2 separate regions of the Pan paniscus genome follow, and region 2 is linked to region 1. Evidence: chromatin contacts called from public Hi-C data. All regions are on one chromosome and are shown on one strand. Each heading gives the region's core, a stretch centred on a gene start, on an enhancer-like site or on the middle of the called end of the contact. The rest is flanking DNA. Distances are from core to core; before and after follow the strand shown.

Region 1 (5,156 bases), core at 1,395-3,894:
CTGAACAGAACATGGCATGTGAGGAATGAAGCAGCCTGGCCCTAGGTGAAGCTGAGAAAACCCTGCAGGCCCTTGTAGGCCATAGAGAAGGCTCCGAGACACAAGCTGAGCCATGGTCTACTAGTAAGAACAATAAACCAGACATTTACTCAAAGTTAACTATGTGCCATGCACAGTTCTAAGACCTTTACATGTATTAATTTGAATCCTCATGGTATTCTTTTGAAATAAGGACATTTTGGGCCAGGTGCAGTGGCTCACGCCTGTAATCTCAGCACTTTGGGGGGCCGAGGTGGGTGGATCATTTGAGGTCAGGAGTTTGAGACCAGCCTGACCAACATGGTGAAATCCAGTCTCTACTAAAAATACAAAAAAATTAGCCAGGCATGGTGGTGCATGCCTGTAGTCCCAATTACTTGGGAGGCTGAGGCAGAAGAATCACTTGAACGTGGGAGGCAGAGGTTGCAGTGAGCCAAGATTGTGCCACTGCACTCCAGCCTGGGTGACAGAGTGAGACTCTGTCTCAAAAAAAAAAAAAAAAAAAAATTAAATAAGGATTTTTTAAATCCGCATTGTACAGATGAGGTCAAAAGCAAAATATCTTAATCTAGTTTGCAAGACTTATTGGTTCTCTGCCTGCTCTGTGCTCTGGCAGCCCAACTTGGTAGAGAAGTAGAAATTAATTGCCTTTATCCAGATAGCACTTCCATTTCACAAATGAGGCAACTGATACTTGGAGGAGAGCAGGAGAGCAGCAGCGGAGAGAGAGCAGAACTAAGACCAGCCAGTCAAGGGAGACAGAGGGAGACGAGCATCAGCTCCCTGACAGGGAAGAGTTTTCCAACGGGGCTGTCCGAAGATGAAATGCCCTACCCAGGAAGGAGGGAGCTCTCCATAAGTGCATAAGGAGAGAATGCCCTCGAGATGACTACCAACTCCCATGGGTGTGGACCATCAGAATGAAACAGACCCACTGTGGGACTTCAGCACTCCACCCTTCTGAACCCTGTCTGTGAAATGGGGGTGTTCGTGGTGAGCTTGAGTATTACATGGAAGGTTGGATGGGCATGCTGTAAGGTCCCTGGAGTCTCTGACTCTGTTCCAAGGGTGAGTATTGGTCTTTCTCACCCTGGACACTGGGAGAAGAATGGAGGGCTGTGGCTATCTACTTACGAAAGAATAGGGAGTCACCAGGGTTGAAATGAGAGAGTTGAGATGACGGGAGGCATCGGAATCCCAGGGGATGAGCCTATATGAGCACATAGCAGCCACCCAGGAACAGTTAAATGTTTGGACTCTGGAGACAGACTGCCTGTATTCAAATCCCAACTCTACCACTTGTGGCCTCTGTGACCTTGGGAGGGTGATTTGTCCTCTCTGCCTCTGTTTCCTCATCTGTAAGCTGGAGAGTAATAACAGCATGTACTCGGTGGGATTATTGTGAGGATTAAGCAAATTCTTACACATGAAGCACTTAGCACCATGCCTGGTACTTAGTAAACATCAGCTGTTTTATCTCCATCAGTTCCAGGGAAGGAGGTTATGAGCCCCCAGATGGGCATCTCTGCCCCCAGTAAATGCTTTTCTGAATTCTCTCTCTTTGCCCCCAAGCCCATCACCCTGGTTCTGAGCCAGAGAGATGGAGAGCTCACACTCGCACTGCTAGGCCTGATAGCTTTCTCGATTCCCCAGCGGAGGTGTTATCTCCTCCCGGCACAACCGCTTCCTTTTCTGAGAAATGCAAGTGCATCTGTCAGGCACAGCTTCTTAGAACTAATGGTGGGGGAGGAGGTGGAGGAGGAGAGGCTGGCAGCTGAATTGAACAGGTCAGAGTTGGAGAAAGATAAACATGAAGTTTGTTGTGAGGATACCACCAAATATTCCCTATAGCCCAGATGGCTTGAGCCCTCTATGACACCCCCTGATCTCACCACTACTGCTAGGGAGGTCAAGGCAGGAGAAACTGAGGCTCAGAAGCCAAAAGGCTTGCTGTGGCACCCACCCATACCTGGGCCAGCTGGACTGAGGTGTTGACCCCAACACAGTCTTGCCACCCCTCTCTTTTCCCTGCCTCCACTGAGCTGCTTCTCCAAGTTGCCCACCTCCAGGCCTATGTTTCCGTGGGGGAGAGGAGAAAGGCCATGTTCTTCTCACATCTCAGGAGCCAACAGCTCCCCTGGGAAAACCAGAGGAAGTGGATTCCAACCACAAACCTCACTTCTTCCGAGTCTCCGCCTGCAACTCCCTGCCAAAAGAGTGATAAGGCCTCTCCGTTTGCCCTACCCCCTTCCTACCATCTCCCAGCGATCTTCTAGCAAGACCATGTTTGTCTATTCAGCACACATTTATCAGCCTCTCCCTCAGGGAAACTGAGGCCAGGAGCATAAGGTGACTCTGCAGGTGACTCACAGCCTGCCAATGCAGGGATGTGAGAAGGACAGAACAAGGTACAGTTCTGGTGTCCCTGGCACTTTTCCTGGCTGCTAGTAGCCTCTTCCTCTTCTCCACCTACCTCTTTCCTGAAATAACCAAGCAGGAAGGAAGCAATGGGCCTGGGCCCTCCAGAGTCACCCAAGAGGAAGGAAGGGTTCGTCTGGCACAGGCATGCTTGTTCCTCACTGAAGCCAGGACGGAAGGGTTTCACTTTCCCTCCTGGTCTTCGTCACATCCTTTTCCTGTGGCACCAGTTCCCCTCAGCTGGCAGGAGCCAGTGCTTATTCATTCAGCTGATGGCCTCAGGCTACTTTACCCTCCTTGACAGACCCAGGGCCATGGCCCTAGCTCAGAATATGGGGTTTGCTGCCAAACATACTGGGGCTTAAAAATGGCTTCCCTTTTTTTTTTTTTTTTGAGACGGGGTCTCATTCTGTCGCCCTGGCTGGAGTGCAGTGGTGCTGTCACAGCTCACTGCAGTTTCAACCTCCCAGCCTCAAGCAATTCTCCCACTTCAGTCTCCTGAGTAGCTGGGACTATAGGTGCATGCCAACACACTCAGCTAAATTTCTAAGATTTTTCTTATAGAGATGGGGGTCTCACCATATTGCCCAGGCTGGTCTCGAACTCCTGAGCTCAAACAGTCTGCCCACCTTGAACTCTCAAAGATGCTGGGATTACAGGTGTGAGCCATCATAGCTAGCTGCCACTTATCCACTTTAGCTAGGTCTCAGTATCTCTGAGCCTCAGGTTACCTGGACTTAGAATGAAGGCCTTCCTCAGTCACAGAAGTACATGGACCTGGCCCATGATTGTCCTTTAGAAACTGAGCAGAGTGCTGCATCAACGTTAGGAGTAAAGGCACTGAACCAGATTGCTGGTGTAGGCATCCCAGTTAGGTCACCAGCTCACTACATTGGCCTTGAGCAATTCACAAATCATCTGTGGGCCACATATCCATCAGCTATATGGGTTAATGGTAGTACCCACTGACAGAGTGTAGAGACAACTAATGAACTAATCTACAAAAAAACCAAGAAGAGTACCTTACAGGGTATGTGCTCAGGAAGTGTGCGCTGCTGCTGAAGTCACTAAGGAAGTCAGGTTTTCTGTGGGTAGAGATAGCAGGGTCTAAGATGGCAAGATTGGACATCAGAACGAGTGTGAATGAAGTACTATCTTGGATAGATTAAAAGAAAAAGAATGGTGTGAGGCCAGAACTCAGACAGATCCTACTCTTGCCACTTCCTAGATAGGGATCTTGGGTAAATTCTGGAGCCTCCATTTTCACATATGTAAAATGGGGCTATTGATAAATGTTATGAGGATCAAATGAAAGCATTCATTTGTTCTTCTAAAATAGATTTATTTAGAATGGCATCTGCTGTGTTCCAAGTATAGCAGGTTCTAGAGATACAGGTGACAGAGCCACACACAGTCAAGTGGGGGAGACAGGACAAAAAATAATCTCTCAAGTGAATATGATGATTGTACATGTAATTGGGAAATATGGCCTAGTGTGCATAGAGTGCTTTAGCTCAGTGCCCAGCACAGGTGAAACACTGAAATGTTTGGTAATGGTCAGCTGTCATAATAATAGTTTTTTGTTTCTTTGTTTTTATCTTTTGTTTTTTTGAGACAGGGTCTCACTCTGTTGCCCAGGCTGGAGTACAGTGGCCCCAAACATGATTCAATGCAGCCCTGACCTCCCAGGCTCAAAGATCCTCCTCAGCCTCCTGAGTTGCTGAGACCATAGATGCATACCACCACACCCAGCTATTTTTTTTTTTTTTTTTAATTTTTTTGTAGAGACAGGGTCCTCCTGTGTTGCCCAGGCTGGTCTCAGACTCCTGGGCTCAAGCAATCCTCCTGCCTCAGCTCCTAAAGTATTTTATTACTGTTAACAAGTAAGGGCTGGGTGCGGTGGCTCATGTCTTTAATCCTAGCACTTTGGGAGGCCAAGGAAGGTGGATCACCTGAGGTCAGGAGTTCCAGACCAGCCTGGCCAACATAGTGGAACCCCACCTCTACTAAAAATACAAAAAATTAGCCAGGTGTAGTGGCGGGTGCCTGTAATCCCAGGCAACTTGGGAGACTAAGGCAGAAGAATTGCTTGAACCTGGGAGGCTGAGGTTGCAGTGAGCCAAGATCATGCCACTGCACTCCAGCCTGGGCAACAGAGTGAGAGGCTATCTCAAAAAAAAAAAAAGAAAGAGAGAAAAGCAAGGACACCATGGACCAGAGAGGTGAAGTAACCTGCTCAAAGTCACACTACTTGGAAGAAGTGGGAAGGGTGGGCACAGTTGCTCATGCCTATAATCCCAGTACTTTGGAAGACCAAGGTAGAGGATGAGGCCAGGAGTTTGAAACCACCCTGGGCAATGTAGTGAGATTCCATCTCTCCAAAAATTTACAAGAAAAAAAAAAAAAAAAGGAAATGTGGGCAGTGAAGCCAGGATGGGAACTAAAAGATCAGATTCAAGTAGGGACTATACTTCAGCCTCTGGCTGGTCCCCTGGCACTTGGGCCCCTTTCCTCAGGGCATCATGCCAACCTTTTCACCTGACTTCTACAGGGTCACAGGCACCTACAAGGTGACCTGCATCATTCAGTTGGCTGCCTCTGGGCAGAGATCTAGCTGAAGTCAGTCTGTGCCTGTCTGAGTAGGTCCTGGGCCAGACTTGGTCCCTGCCTGCACTGAGCCCCCAGACTGTTGGGGGAAA
Region 2 (5,156 bases), core at 1,513-4,012, 49 kb before region 1:
TTGGCCTCCCAAAGTGTTGGTACTACAGACGTGAGCCACTGTGCCCGGCCAAAGTTAGCATGTTTTTAGATAGTGTTATATAATTAAAAATAATAGCCGGACGCAATGGCTCACGCCTGTAATCCCAGCACTTTGAGAGGCCGAGGCCGGCGGATCACAAAGTCAGGAGTTCGAGACCAGCCTGACCAACATGGTGAGGCAGGAGAATCACTTGAAGCCGGGAGGCACACGTTGCAGTAAGCCGAGGTTGTGCCACTGCACTCCGGCCTTGGCGATAGAACAAGACTCTGTATCAAAAAAAAAAAAAAAAAGAGGGAGGCTGAGGCCAGAGAATCGCTTGAACCCAGGAGGCAGAGGTTGCAGTGAGCCAAGATCATGCCACTGCACTCCAGCCTGGGCAACAGAGCAAGACTCCATCTCAAAAAAAAAAGAAAAAGAAAAAGAAAAAAGAAAAAAATACAAAGTTATGTGTAGACAACATAGAGAAGTATAAAAAAGAAAACTTATTTTCTTTAGATTTAAATGTAACTTATTTTCTTTAAATTACATTCCAGTCAAAGATCATTTGAGAGCCATTTTCAAGACTTGCAAAATTCTTTTTCCAAAATACTGTATCCATCTTTCCAAAATATAAATTTCTTCATGTTCTTTCTGGTTTAAAAAAATCTTTGCTGGCTCCTCTGGTGCTATTTGATGTGCTGCTCGCATGGATACACATTTATATTCCATCCCCTCTCCACCACTCCCCTCAGCCATCCCAATTTATTTCCAGGACACCATGGGCTCTCACGCTGGGCTGCCAGGCCTTCGCTCAAGCAATATCTTCTGCTTAAAATGCTCCTACATCCTTTCTCACCCAAGCAAAATTCTGTTCTTTTGAGGGCCAGTTCAGTAAAGCCCCTATCTGTGGACAGAGTTTATCTGCCCTCTGCTGGGCTCCCAAAGCACACTGAGGCTTCCATAATGATAGTTTTCACATTGAGATAATTGTGATACCATAGGTTCAAAAATGTAAATCAGACCGGGCACGCTGGCTCACACCTGTAATCCCAGCACTTTGGGAGGCCAAGGTGGGCGGATCACGAGGTCAGGAGTTCGAGACTAGCCTGACCAACTGGTGAAACCCCGTCTCTACTAAAAATACAAAAATTAGCCGGGCGTGGTGGCGGGCGCCTGTAATCCCAGCTACTCAGGAGGCTGAGGCAGGAGAATCACTTGAACCCAGGAGGCGGAGGCTGCAGTGAGCCGAGATCGCACCACCGCACTCCAGCTTGGGTGACAGAGCAAGACTCCATCTCGAAAAACAACAAAAAAAATGTAAATCAGAGCCAGGTGTGGTGGCTAATGCCTGTAATTCCAGGACTTTGGGAGGCCGACATAGACAGATCACTTGAGCCCAGGAGTTTGAGACCAGCCTGGGCAACATGGGGAAACTCCATTCTCTACAAAAAATACAAAAATTAGCTGGGTGTGGAGGTGCAAGCCTGTATTCACAACTACTGGGGAGGCTGAGGTGGGAGGATCACCTGGGATGGGGAGGTCGAGGCTGCTGTGAGCTGAGATCACACCATTGCACTGCAGGCTGGGTGACATACCCTGTCTCAAAAAAAAAAAAAGGCCGGGCACGGTGGCTCATGTCTGTAATCCCAGCACTTTGGGAGGCTGAGGCAGTCGGATCACCTGAGGTCAGCAGTTTGAGACCAGCCTGGCCAAAATGGTGAAACCCTGTCTCTACTAAAAATACAAAAATTAGCTGGGCGTGGTGGTGTGCACCTGTAGTCCCAGATACTAGGGAGGCTGAGGCAGGACAATCACTTGAACCTGGCGGGCAGAGTTTACAGTAAGCCAAGATAGCACCACTGCACTCCAGCCTGTGCAACAGAGCAAGACTCCATCTCGAACAAACAACAATAACAAAAAAAAAAAAAAAAAATGAGGAAAGAGTTCAACAGAAAGACCACCTGAAAAAGGGGTAAACAATATGAAGAAAATTCACCAATACAAGATCCACCACCCTCCAAAGAAAGACTAAAAAATATGACAAATTGCTCAACTTCATTCATAATAAAGAAATATGAAAGTGCCTTCGGTTTTTACCCATCTAATTGGCAAGGATAAAACATTTGATAACACACTGTGTGGCTCAGGGTGTAAGGAAATTGGCCGGGCGTGGTGGCTCACGCCTGTAAATGATTCTCCTGTAAGCGAGTCTCCTGCCTCAGCCTCCCGAGTAGCTGGGATTACAAGCATGCGCCACCACGCCCAGCTAATTTTTTGTATTTTTAGTAGAGACGGGGTTTCACCACATTGGCCACGCTGGTCTTGAACTCCTAACCTCAGGTGATCCGCCCGCCTCGGCCTCCCAAAGTGCTAGGATTACGGGCGTGAGCCACCGCGCCCGGCCTGTACTATGGAGTTTACAATTAATAACTCTCTTAATCATCACAATAGCTCAACGAGAGAGGTTGGTACTATTACCCATTTTACAATTGAGGACATTGAAGCACAAAGCAGTTGAGAAACGTGCCTAACTAGCAGAGTTAGAATCCAGACAAAGTGCTTAACCACAAGGCGATGCTTCTTCTATATATAAACTGACGGACGGATGAAATAGGCTGATTGACTGATGAGTGACTGACTGACTGACTGAATGAATGAATAAATGGAAATGTGATTATAAATGTTGATTTTTTGCGCCTCCCGATTCCCCAGATCTACCGCGAGGGGGCGATCTCTCCCCGGTCCTGATGCCAGTCACTCAAGGCGCGCACTCCCTTTGCGTCTCGGGCTCGCGCGCGTTGCCGCGGCACCGGAAGTGACTGAGCTTGCAAGTTCCCCTGTCTCTTCAGGGGAAACTGAGGCCGGCTTGTTCGGGAGAGACGGCGCGAGCAGTCAGCCAGGTAGGCCGGCAGCCAGGTAGGCCGGCCCGGGTCCGCGGCGCGGAACTCGGCCGCGAAGAGCTCTTGCGTCTGGAAGCTACCGGGCCGATGAAGGGGGATGTGGCCCCCCACGGCTCGCGGGGCTCGCAGGTGAGAGCGCCGCCTCCCCTGTGCGTGACAGCCGTTGCGCCCAATAGGAGCCTTCGCCGTCCCGCTTCCGTGCCGGCTGGGCTCGCTGATTGGCTGCGCTGGGGCGGACCGCCGGGGGCGAGGCCCCTCCTCTCAGAAAGGTCTAGGGGGCGCCCCCGGGGGAGGGCGGTTGCCTAGCAACGGGGCGGTGGCTCGGCGGGTACCCGGCCTAGTGAGCGCGAGAAGCCGCTAGGCCGCAGCCGGCCCACCCTGGGCTCCGGAGAGGTGCAGCCCCCGGCCCCGGAGCCCTCCCGGGGGCGCCAGAAAGCCACTTTGGGCCTGTCCCCAGGAAAACGTGGTCTCAGCTGTGGGGCCGTCGAGCAGGCCTCGACCCCTCTTCCTGACCTGAGGAGAGGCCCAGCGCCTCACCCTCACCCAGTCTTTGTGCAGGGCGCCGGCGGCCATTGTGTCCGGGCGGGGAATGGAGGACCCGGCAATCCCCAACTGCCACGTTCTGGGCCTTTGGGGAATTCAGAGCAAACCAGCGGCATTTGTTGGGGGTCTCCGGCCTTCAACCTCCCAGACAGGCCTGGGGGTGGCCTTCCCAAAGTCAGATTGCAGATCTGAGGCAGTTTCCCCCTCCCTGCGTCCCTCACTGAAACCTTGAACCCCATTGAGAAGTCCCTTTAGAGTTTCGGACGCCTCCACCTCACCCTGGGCTGGTGCTTAAATAGAAAAAAGAAAAACAAAAACCAACTAAATCCATACCAGCCACCTCCGGGAGAGTACTCCTGGCTCCCAGTAGGAGGCGGAGAGCCAAGGGGCGTGCAAGAGAGAGGGGGCTGGGCTCCCGGGTGGCAGGAGGCCGCGGCTGCGGAGCGGCCGCCCTCGATCCGGGCGATGGAGGAGGAAGCAAGCGAGGGGGCTGGTTCCTGAGCTTCGCAATTCCTGTGTCGCCTTCTGGGCTCCCAGCCTGCCGGGTCGCATGATCCCTCCGGCCGGAGCTGGTTTTTTTGCCAGCCGCCGCGAGGCCGGCTGAGTTACCGGCATCCCCGCAGCCACCTCCTCTCTCGACCTGTGATACAAAAGATCTTCCGGGGGCTGCACCTGCCTGCCTTTGCCTAAGGCGGATTTGAATGTAGGTGGTGCGGGGGAGCGGGAGTGGGGCGGGGGGGACTGCCCAGGGAGTGACTTTCCGAGGAAGGCATTTCGGAGAAGACGGGGGTAGAAAAGGCTGGTGGGAGATTCAGAGTCCACTGGTGCTTTCGATTTGACTTAATTGAAGTATCTTGGAACCTAGACCCAGACCTTCGTAAGACCCACAAAGAAACCAGTTCTGGTACCTGGAGGGGGAATGGAATTTTTAGGGTAAATGGCATGCATATTAATTATTTTTTTTTCCTGAAGCTCTTTCTCTCCCCTCAGAATCTTATCTTGGCTTTGGATCTTAGAAGAGAATCACTAACCAGAGACGAGACTCAGTGAGTGAGCAGGTGTTTTGGACAATGGACTGGTTGAGCCCATCCCTATTATAAAAATGTCTCAGAGCAACCGGGAGCTGGTGGTTGACTTTCTCTCCTACAAGCTTTCCCAGAAAGGATACAGCTGGAGTCAGTTTAGTGATGTGGAAGAGAACAGGACTGAGGCCCCAGAAGGGACTGAATCGGAGATGGAGACCCCCAGTGCCATCAATGGCAACCCATCCTGGCACCTGGCGGACAGCCCCGCGGTGAATGGAGCCACTGGCCACAGCAGCAGTTTGGATGCCCGGGAGGTGATCCCCATGGCAGCAGTAAAGCAAGCGCTGAGGGAGGCAGGCGACGAGTTTGAACTGCGGTACCGGCGGGCATTCAGTGACCTGACATCCCAGCTCCACATCACCCCAGGGACAGCATATCAGAGCTTTGAACAGGTAGTGAATGAACTCTTCCGGGATGGGGTAAACTGGGGTCGCATTGTGGCCTTTTTCTCCTTCGGCGGGGCACTGTGCGTGGAAAGCGTAGACAAGGAGATGCAGGTATTGGTGAGTCGGATCGCAGCTTGGATGGCCACTTACCTGAATGACCACCTAGAGCCTTGGATCCAGGAGAACGGCGGCTGGGTAAGAACCAAGCCCCTTGTGTGTCCCTTTTCTTTGGCCTCTGGTCA

Evidence for each region. Hi-C and Micro-C count contacts between places; a contact is called where the count stands out from the background.
Region 2: a contact with region 1 is called in a Hi-C map of fibroblasts, with 6 times the contacts expected there. The contact joins the promoter of BCL2L1 here to the enhancer-like site in region 1. A contact is called at or near these places in 2 of 3 Hi-C or Micro-C datasets (fibroblasts and induced pluripotent stem cells).

The regions. Positions count from the first base shown.
Region 1 is chr21:37,367,104-37,372,259 of NHGRI_mPanPan1-v2.0_pri, reverse strand. All of the region lies in intron 2 of BCL2L1 (BCL2 like 1), which reads left to right. Among named protein-coding and RNA genes, the nearest start is that of BCL2L1, 49 kb to the left of the region's middle. Within about 2 kb of position 2,644, at least 1 of the 2 cell types and tissues checked has open chromatin away from gene starts, as enhancers often do.
Region 2 is chr21:37,416,669-37,421,824 of NHGRI_mPanPan1-v2.0_pri, reverse strand. BCL2L1 (BCL2 like 1) reads left to right here and starts at 2,762. Exons shown (of 3, transcript XM_008967524.3): 1 at 2,762-3,029; 2 at 4,434-5,109. The coding sequence starts at 4,546.